Regions from separate parts of the Pan troglodytes genome. Here region 1 is linked to region 2. A link is a contact called in public HiChIP or PLAC-seq data. All regions are on one chromosome and are shown on one strand. The core of a region is the stretch at or near the end of the contact, and the rest is flanking DNA. Distances in the headings are between cores, read along the strand shown. Region 1 holds the start of PRIM1 (DNA primase subunit 1). Region 2 holds the start of ZBTB39 (zinc finger and BTB domain containing 39).

Region 1 (4,378 bases), core at 697-3,196, 230 kb after region 2:
GAGTTTGAGACCAGCCTGGCCAACATAGTGAAACCCTGTCTCTACTAAAAATACAAAAGTTAGCTGGGCGTGGCAGTGCACACCTGTAATCCTAGCTATTTGGGAGGCTGAGGCATGAGAATTGCTTGAGCCTGGGTGACCAAGGTTGCAGTGAGCCATGATTGCGCCACTGCATTCCAACCTGGGCGACACGGCGAGACTCTGTCTCAAAAAAATAAGTAAAATAAAATAAAACTATGTTTTTCATGTGACATGTTATTCATGTGACTGCCCACTCTAGCCCACAATTGCCATAAGGTATCATTACACAGTAAGAGTGATTGGCAGATCTCCACATCAATAGCAGATGGGTTCCCTTCATACTTGTAAAGCTCTCCATGATTCTGCAAGCTTCCTATAATTCATATTTTCTTATACCTGGGTGTTCTATTTGAGAGACTAAATATATGAACAGCAGCCAGACCATATATAAAAACAGAACTCTGACCCACAATCTACAGCAACCTGCTGGGGAAACCAACCCCCTTATCTATAATAAACAGCACAGGAAGCAAGCTTGCTACAAGTCAGACTTGTATAAAGTCAAACTGCTATCTCTAATGATGATCCTGGAGGCCAAACAACAACCCCTGTAGCAATGGGCCCAAATGCCTTAACTAGTGTCCTACAGCTTCCTTAACAGCTTCCAACATAGGTCCAACCAAAGAAAGCCAAACACCCACCCCTAAACCAATCACATACCGCATCCTACTGCTAGTTAGCCCAGGTACAGCTTCTCCATGCCAACAGCCTCCAATCAAAGAACACCTTGACGGCTTCCCTTTTTTATAAAGCTTTCCTACTCCTCTGCCTGCCTTTGAGTCCTATCAAATGCAAGTGATGATGGCTGACTCCCTTGCTATAGTAAGCTCTGAATAAATAGCCTATGCTTTTCTCATTTGGTTATTTGTTTATTTCCACATATTGGATCTAGTAATTCATGAAATTCCATGAAGAACTAATTTCCAAAACTTTTTTTTTTTTAGACACGGTCTTTCTCTGTTGCCCAGACTGGAGTGCAGTGGCACTATCATGGCTCACAACAGCCTGGACCTCCCAAGCTCAAGAGATTGATTGCCCCCTCCCCCCACTCCCCGCCCCCCACCCTTCAGCCTCTAGGGTAGCTGGGACTACAGGCGCACGCAACTACATCTGGCTAGTTGTGTGTGGGTGTGTGTGTGTAGACAGAGATCTCACAATGTTGCCCCAACCGGTCTCGAACTCCTGGCCTCAAGCGATCCTCCTGCCTTGGCCTCCCAAAGTGCTGACGTTACAAGCATGAGCCACCGCGCCTGCCTACAAACGTTTTTAAAAGATACTGGTGTCGGCCAGGCGTGGTGGCTCACGCCTGTAATCCCAGCACTTTGGGAGGCTGAGGCGGGCGGATCACGAGGTCGGGAGATCGAGACCATCCTGGCTAACCCGATGAAACCCCGTCTCTACTAAAAATAAAAAAATTTAAAAATTAAAAAAAATTAGCCAGGCGTGGTGGCTGGCGCCTGTAGTCCCAGCTACTCGGGAGGCTGAGGCAGGAGAATGGCGTGAACCCGGGAGGCGGAGCTTGCAGTGAGCCGAGATCGCGCCACTGCACTCCAGCCTGGGCAACAGAGCGAGACTCTGTCTCAACAAAAAACAAAAAAAAGATACTGGTGTTATTTCTAAAACATCCAAAAAGTTCACGTGGAGCATCCTTTTTACTTCATCTTAATAACCTAAATCAATATGCTGTAGGTCTCACATTTCCGGAGAAGATCCTCTTCCTGGAATGGACGCGGCCTTCTGCCCACAAGAGCGGTGGCCCTAGTGCCCGAACGCGTGGGCAGATCGCAAACTGCTGCGTCTCCCGCAGCCCCCGCCCGCACCAAGTGGGAACTACAATTCCCGGCGGCCCCGGCCGACTGCGGGCCGCCGGGTCAGACAGCCGACCTCGGCCATAAGCGCCTGCGCAGTCGCGGGGCCGCCGGCCGTGCTGTTCCCGCCAATTCCTGTGGTAATCCTTACCGTGGCGAGTTCCGCGTTCGATGGAGACGTTTGACCCCACCGAGCTGCCCGAGCTGCTTAAACTTTATTACCGGAGGCTCTTTCCCTACTCTCAGTACTATCGCTGGCTCAACTACGGTGGAGGTGATGGAGGCGAGGAATGGGTTCGGGAGCGGAGTGTGAGGAGGTTGGAGGCGGGGTGTCCTTAGAATGACAATATGAAGCGCCTTCTGTGCACCAGGCTTTGTGCCGCGCGCCTTCATTTGCTCTCTCGAGCCCGCCCCACCACTTCCTAGGTGTAAATGGGCCGAGAGAGGATATAATAAGCCAGCCTGCGGCCACGCGGTAAAAAAAAAAAAAAAAAACAGAGCCGCCGCTCCTACCTCTCCGTGGTCAGGCTCACATTAGGTGCCCGGTTTACCTGCAGCGGTGCCCAGGGGGTTACTGGGGCGTAGCGTGAAGCTGCTGAGGCATGGTTTGCATCAGGAGCGGAAGAGCCTCTCTCAGAGGAAGAGAAATACTTTCTTCCTTGCAGCTGAATTTATTCGTGCGAATCGAGGAGAGAGGGGTGGCATTACATATTTAAAATATTTATGCATCTGTTTCGTCTTTTGTACCGTTCCCTAGCAAATACGGAATGGTAACTGCTTTCAAATTAGGGACTAGGTCATGTGGATTTTGTTTTGTTTTTCTTTTACATCTACCACGGTGTTGAGCATAGGGGGCTCATTAAAAAACATCTTCTCGGGCCGAGTGCCGTGGCTTACGCCTATAATCCCAGCGCTTTGGAAAGCCGAGGAGGACGGATTACCTGAGGTCAGGAATTCGAGACCAGCCTGGCCAACATGGTGAAACCCCGTTTCTACATAAAATACAAAAATTATCTGGGCATGGTGGGTCGCATGCCTGTAGTCCCAGCTACAGCCTCGGGAGGCTGAGGTGGTAGGATCCCTTGAACCCGGGAGGCGGAGGTTGCAGTGAGCCTTTATCGAGCCACTGCACTCCAGTCTGGACGACAGAGCAGGAAGCAAGCAAGATTCCCTCACCGAAAAAAAAAACTTCTCATTGGCTAAAATTATAATGCCCTGAGCCAAATAAAGTAGCAAATTAACTTTAAAATGTACATTTATTTTGCAGTGATAAAGAATTACTTTCAACACCGTGAATTTTCATTCACATTGAAAGATGATATTTACATTCGCTACCAATCCTTCAACAACCAGAGTGATCTGGAAAAGGAGATGCAGAAAATGAATCCATACAAGATTGATATAGGCGCAGTATATTCTCACAGAGTAAGAAATCTTTTTTTAATATATTTTGTTGTTTTATTTTGTAAACCAAGAATGGGTTGATTCCTCTTGCGTTTTGAGATTAAATGTTTAGAGTTTATTCTAGATGAAAAGCCACTTTTTAATTGTTTGGCAAGTGATTAATCCTTTTTTGTTCTTTGACGTTCTGCATTACTGATGAAATCATTTGGGAGTGAATTGGTTGCATTTTTACTAGGACAAAAAAAATTGAGTATCTAGCTACTAGGAAGAGGAAGTCGACATGATTTAGGAAAGGGAAATAATTAGCCGGGCGTGGTGGTACGCGCCTGTAATCCCAGCTACTGAGGAGGCTGAGGCAGGAGAATCGCTTGAACCCGGGAGGTGGAGGTTGCAGTGAGCCAAGATCGCGCCATTGCACTCCAGTCTGGGCGACAGAGCGAGACTTGGCCTCAAAAAAAAAAAAGAGGGAAATAAAAGAGAATTACATTCTCTCCCACCATGGAAGTTATTCTTTTTTTCTTTTGTTTATTTTTATTGAGGTCAAATATACATATAAAATTTATTATCTTTACCACGTTTAAGTGTACAGTTCAGTCATAATAAACATTTATATTCTTTTTCCTTCATACCCCTGGAGTTATTCTTGATTCCTCTCTTTCTCACATTCCCATACCCATTCTATTAGGAAATCCCTTTGGCTCTACCATAAGTGTATCTAAAATCCAGCCACTACTACCAGTGCTACCAACATTATCATCTCATCTGAATTACTGTAAAAACCTCCTAACAGTTTGCCTTTGTAGAATCTAGAGTCCATTCTCAATACAGAAGCTAGAGTAATCCTTTTAAAACAACTCAGAATCTGTGATTCCTCTGCTGAAAACATTCTCTGGTGGCTGCTCATTTCACTGACTAAAAGTCCTTCTCTCCCCCTCATTCATTCCTGCCACACTGACCCTTGCTCAAGCTGTTTCCACTGCCTAAAACCCATTTCTATACTTGGTTCATCCCCTCACCTCCTTCAAATCTTTGCTCAAATAGCACCTTCTCAGTGAGGTCTACTAAAACCTGCCACTCCTCCCACC
Region 2 (4,577 bases), core at 2,005-4,504:
TGAGTATCAGATTTATTTAGTGATTAAAATAAATACACGAATTTGGAAGATGGTTTCTAACACACAAAGATTTTTACAGACCAGTTTTAGATAAAGAAAAAACAGGCCGGGCCCGGTGGCTCATGCCTGTAATCCCAGCACTTTGGGAGGCCGAGGCGGGTGGATCACGAGGTCAGGAGGTCGAGACCAGCCTGACCAACATGGTAAAACCCCATCTCTACTAAAAATACAAAAATTAGCCGGGCATGGTGGCGCATGCCTGTAATTCCAGCTACTTGGGAGGCTGAGGCAGGAGAATCGTTTGAACCCAGGAGGCGGGGGTTGCAGTGAGCCGAGATCATGCCACTGCACTCCAGCCTGGGCAACAAGAGCAAAAAACTCCATCTCGAAACAAAACTAACAAACAAAAAACAATAAAAAAAGAAAAAGAAAAAATATATTCAGAATGACTTGTATTACTAGGATGGGCCTGGGAGATATTCATTCCTGAATCTGACCCTACTTAATTAGAGAAGGAGGTGGGGATCAAGGCTGTCTGGAGACCCAGCCACAGAGGAGGACAAATCTATGACCCTATACAATTTTTGTGTCTCCAAATGCTGAGCCTGGGTTCTGTGACAGATCCTGGGGGTGAAATGATAACTCATACACAGAGTTTACAGTTTAGCAGGGCTGTGGACAAGCAAACAGAACTTGATCCAGCTAGGATGGGGTGTGGACAGGGAAGTTACTACCGAGGCCAAGAAAGAGAGGAGCAGATATCTTCACCGTTAACTGGCTGCCTTAGTTATTATAAAGGGAAAACATTTAATTCCCACTCCTCTCTAAAGTGCCTGTTACCAGCTCCTGCAGCTCTGACTTAACAGTCCCCAGAATGTGTAAGGCACTTACATGTGGTATGCATGGGTATGGATGTCTTTTATTAATCTATGATGTCAACTATCACCCGCCATCCTAAGGGGGGTTCTGTACCCTAATGGAACAGCCAGTGAAATCCTCAGGCTCCTTATCTTAGCCTGGTACAGGGGCCTTGGTTATGCCCCTGAATTGCACTGATAAAACATCAACACATAGATTTCCCAAGGCAGTGTAAGGACAGGGCCACAGAGCCAGAGGCCACTTCCTGCAGTCCTTTCATTCTACTGAAAATTCTATCTTCCTACAGCCTGACTTGGGGCCACTTTGGAATGACAGCTGTATAGTGGGGGGCGGGGAAAGGAGGGAATACTCACCCTAGTATTACTTATGTCAGCTTTATAGCCAGAGGTCAAAGAATGCCCCCACCCCAGAGCCTAGACCCTTTTTCTAGTGAATCATCTCTTTGACTTTTCAAAATTATCTATCTATAGGGCTTAAAACTGGGGACACTTTTGCAGAGTCTAGGGGCTTTCTCTGGGTCATGAAAGCTACAAGAGTTGGTTCTGCTCAGACTTGGTGGGAGTTAGGCTTATAGGCTGAGATGAGACAATTGCTTTGCAAGAAGGAACATTAAGTGCAGAAAGATTGCTCTCTAGTGGGACTGACAAAAATTGCAGTACTGGGGACTCCAGAAAAAAATGAAGACAAATGTTAAGTTAGATTCCTGTGTTTGTACTTGAAGAATGTGTGAAGGGATCCTGACCCTCCTTTCCTGTTGTAAAATAGTTGATGCCTAAAGAGATCTGGTCCACAAGACCTTGACTAAATTCCTGGCCCTTTCTTCTCCATTTAACTTTGTATATGTTTGTTATTGTGACTATATGGTGATTTACCTTAAAAAGACTTCAGTATAAGTGGTATATACTTTCACCTGCGTCTTTTGGATGATTTGTTTTCATGTGAAGTTTATTGGGGTCAACCCTCCAGAGATGGCTGGGGCAGTTGGTTAGAAAGACTGAACAGGCCCAGGCCCTTGCAAGCCCAGCAGCCCTCTGTCTCCAGAGTCATGCTGGAGGTCTGGACCTGCTGGCTGTGTGATATTCCACTTTAGGGAGACTCAGTCACCTTGCACAACTGTGAGAGCTGGGCCTGCCATTGAAACATTGTGTCAACCTCTAAGTGACCCTTTCACTAGATGGTAAAGTGAGATGCCTCATCCCCAAACTATAAGAACAGTTCTATGGCTGTTTTTGTATCTCCTGGCTAACAAATGTTACATGTTTGGCAGCATTTGGTATAGTGCTTGCTTTCAGTATAGTCTACCACCAGTTAATGAGGTTGTGGAAAGGAGGACACACAATCTCCCAAATTCATCAAGAGAATGGACAATTGCTGAATGGCCAAACTGGCTTAGATCTGTTGGCAACATTCAGTGTGTCCCTTCCTTTCCACTTATCCATCAAGGAATTACTGAATCCTACCATGCGCCTGTCCTGGGAGTTTGTCCTTGGCTGCAAGCTATTTTCAGGCAGTGACTGGGATGGGATGGGAGAGACGATGAAACTGCAGGGTCTTGGAGCCTAAGAGCTTCCTCTGTACTGAGGGAGGGAGGGTGACATGACCAAGACTTCTAATGTCTTTGGTGGTGGTGGGTGGGGCAGGCAGTGTAGGTGGTTTTGGTTTGATGACAATTCTTGGGCAGGAGCATTTGAAAAGATGATTTGGGAGAAGGGTGGGGAGGAAGAGTGATCGAGTTCTACACAGAGTTGGGGAGGGCAGGCTTCAGGAAACAGGCTTGGGGTGCCAAAGTACAGTGAGATCCGGTGACTGTCTTCATTTGGCCACCTAGATGGAAGGAGGGACAGCAGTGGATTATCACAAGGGTCCAGTAGTAGCGGTCTAGCCCTCAAGTGCTCCTTCATTCATTCAAGCAGACTTAATGTATTAAGCACTTATTGTGCCAGGAAGTGTGGTAAGGGTCAGTGTGGACATGCAGCCGTGTGCAAAGCCACAGATCCCTGCCTTCAGGAAGCCCACAGCCTAGTGGAGGAGATATATAGTAATCAAACAATCTTACAACATTTTGTAAAATGCCCATAGTAGATGTTCTGAGGAGAAGCTTTTGGAACTGTGAGCGTAGAATAGGGGAGGTGAAGAGAGTTTGGACAGGGTTTTTCACTCTTCAGGCACCAAGTCCCGCGCACAGTGGATGGGCGCTTAGAAAAAGCCAGCCTGGGGACTTGGAAGCCCCTGCACCCCTCGCGCGGGTCCTGGACCCGGCCCCGCCGTGGGGGGGCGCTGCCTCCTCCCGGGCGGCGGGGGGCGCTGCGGCCGGGCGGCGGGGGGCGCTGCCTCCTCCGGGACGGCGGGGGGCGCTGCGGGCCGGGCGGCGGGGGCGGCCCGGGCCGGCGCGGCGAGCCGCGCGGCGGATGGAGAGTCTGGCCGCGGCCGGCGGCGCCGCCTCCTCGTCGGGCCGGGCACGGCGGGCCGGGGCCTTTGTGTGAAGCGGCGGCGGCGATGGTGCTCGGGGCCCCGCAGAGCCGGGTAAGCGCGGCCAGGCCGAGGGCTGCCCCTGGCCGAAGCCCGACCTCCGGCTCGGCATTTATCTCGCTCTTGCTGGGGTCCCTCTTGCCCGCTCCCTTCGGCCGGACCCATCCTCCCCGCCCGCGCGCCGACCCCGGCCGGCCCCGCCGCCCCTCGCTTGGCCCCTTATTCAGCCCCATGCCCCCAACAGGCTCACCCGGGTGAGCCCCGCGCTGTTTGTCGAGGGACTGAGGCGCTCGTTGCCTCCAGAGGGAGCGCCCCAGCCGATGCAGCGCCCTTCCCTCCCAGATGCGACTCCGGAGGGGAGACCGCGGCGCCTGGGGATTGTTGGGGTGTCCTTGGAAGTTCCCAGCTTCCCCCTCTCCCACCCTCCCCTCTGGCTGCCCAGTGCTCCGACCCGCCGATCGTTCAGGGGTGGCCACCAGGGCCCGGGAGATGCTTGGCCGGTACCCCACAATACTTAGACTCTTCCTGGGCCCCAGAAAAAGTTGGGAGTTGTTAGAATCTGGAGAGATGGAGAAAGGGGCTGTGTTGGGCAGAGTTGTGAGACTGAACAGGGATGCAAGTAGCTCTTCTTCCTTAGTCGTGCAGGAGTCAGAAAGGGCAGAAAGTGGTAGTGAACAAGCCTCTAGGAGTCTTACCTGTATAATTAGAAGTCTTTCTTGCGGCATCAAGTAAATCTGTTAGTGCAGGGACAACAAAATATAAACCCCGAAAAGGGTGGCGAAAAAGAATACAACATATTAAAGTAATATTAAATACTACCACAGTTGTGTTCTACTTTTCTTACTGTGCATTCTGAGTGTTTTAACTTCACAGAATACAGGGACTGTGATGAAGCAATATCTGGAGGGGCTCTGGGTTATCGAAAGGCCAGAGAGCGGGTATGTAGTATAGGCAGAGAGAGATGGGGATTCAAGAACGTGAGATTTATTTGGAGATTATTGAGAGGTTGAAGACACAGCAATGACAAAGCTAAAAAACGGAACTACCTTATATGTTCCTCAGTAGCTAGTGGAGCTTTGATAGTTGTGTTCAAGCATGTGCATGGTATTTGGCATCATGAGGGAAAAGAATATGCTCAATGAATTAGGACAGCTTGTATTTGGGAGGAAATTAATAGGAGAAAAATTTGATCCAGTGGCTCTGGTAATGAAGTATAAGATTGTGTCCGA

What was found. HiChIP or PLAC-seq counts read pairs in DNA pulled down with a chosen protein or histone mark.
Region 1: a contact with region 2 is called in an H3K4me3 HiChIP or PLAC-seq map of stem cell-derived excitatory neurons, with 5 times the contacts expected there. The contact joins the promoter of PRIM1 here to the promoter of ZBTB39 in region 2. A contact is called at or near these places in 3 of 7 Hi-C or Micro-C datasets (induced pluripotent stem cells and a lymphoblastoid cell line), 1 of 1 datasets of contacts at active chromatin or transcription factors (stem cell-derived excitatory neurons) and 1 of 1 other capture datasets (stem cell-derived neural stem cells).

What each region holds. Positions count from the first base shown.
Region 1 is chr10:39,254,097-39,258,474 of NHGRI_mPanTro3-v2.0_pri, forward strand. It overlaps PRIM1 (DNA primase subunit 1), which reads left to right and starts at 1,947. Exons shown (of 13, transcript XM_001168535.6): 1 at 1,947-2,163; 2 at 3,157-3,314. The coding sequence starts at 2,061. It overlaps HSD17B6 (hydroxysteroid 17-beta dehydrogenase 6), which reads right to left and starts at 1,969. Exons shown (of 4, transcript XM_016923169.4): 1 at 1,778-1,969.
Region 2 is chr10:39,023,433-39,028,009 of NHGRI_mPanTro3-v2.0_pri, forward strand. It overlaps ZBTB39 (zinc finger and BTB domain containing 39), which reads left to right and starts at 3,255. Exons shown (of 2, transcript XM_522441.6): 1 at 3,255-3,402.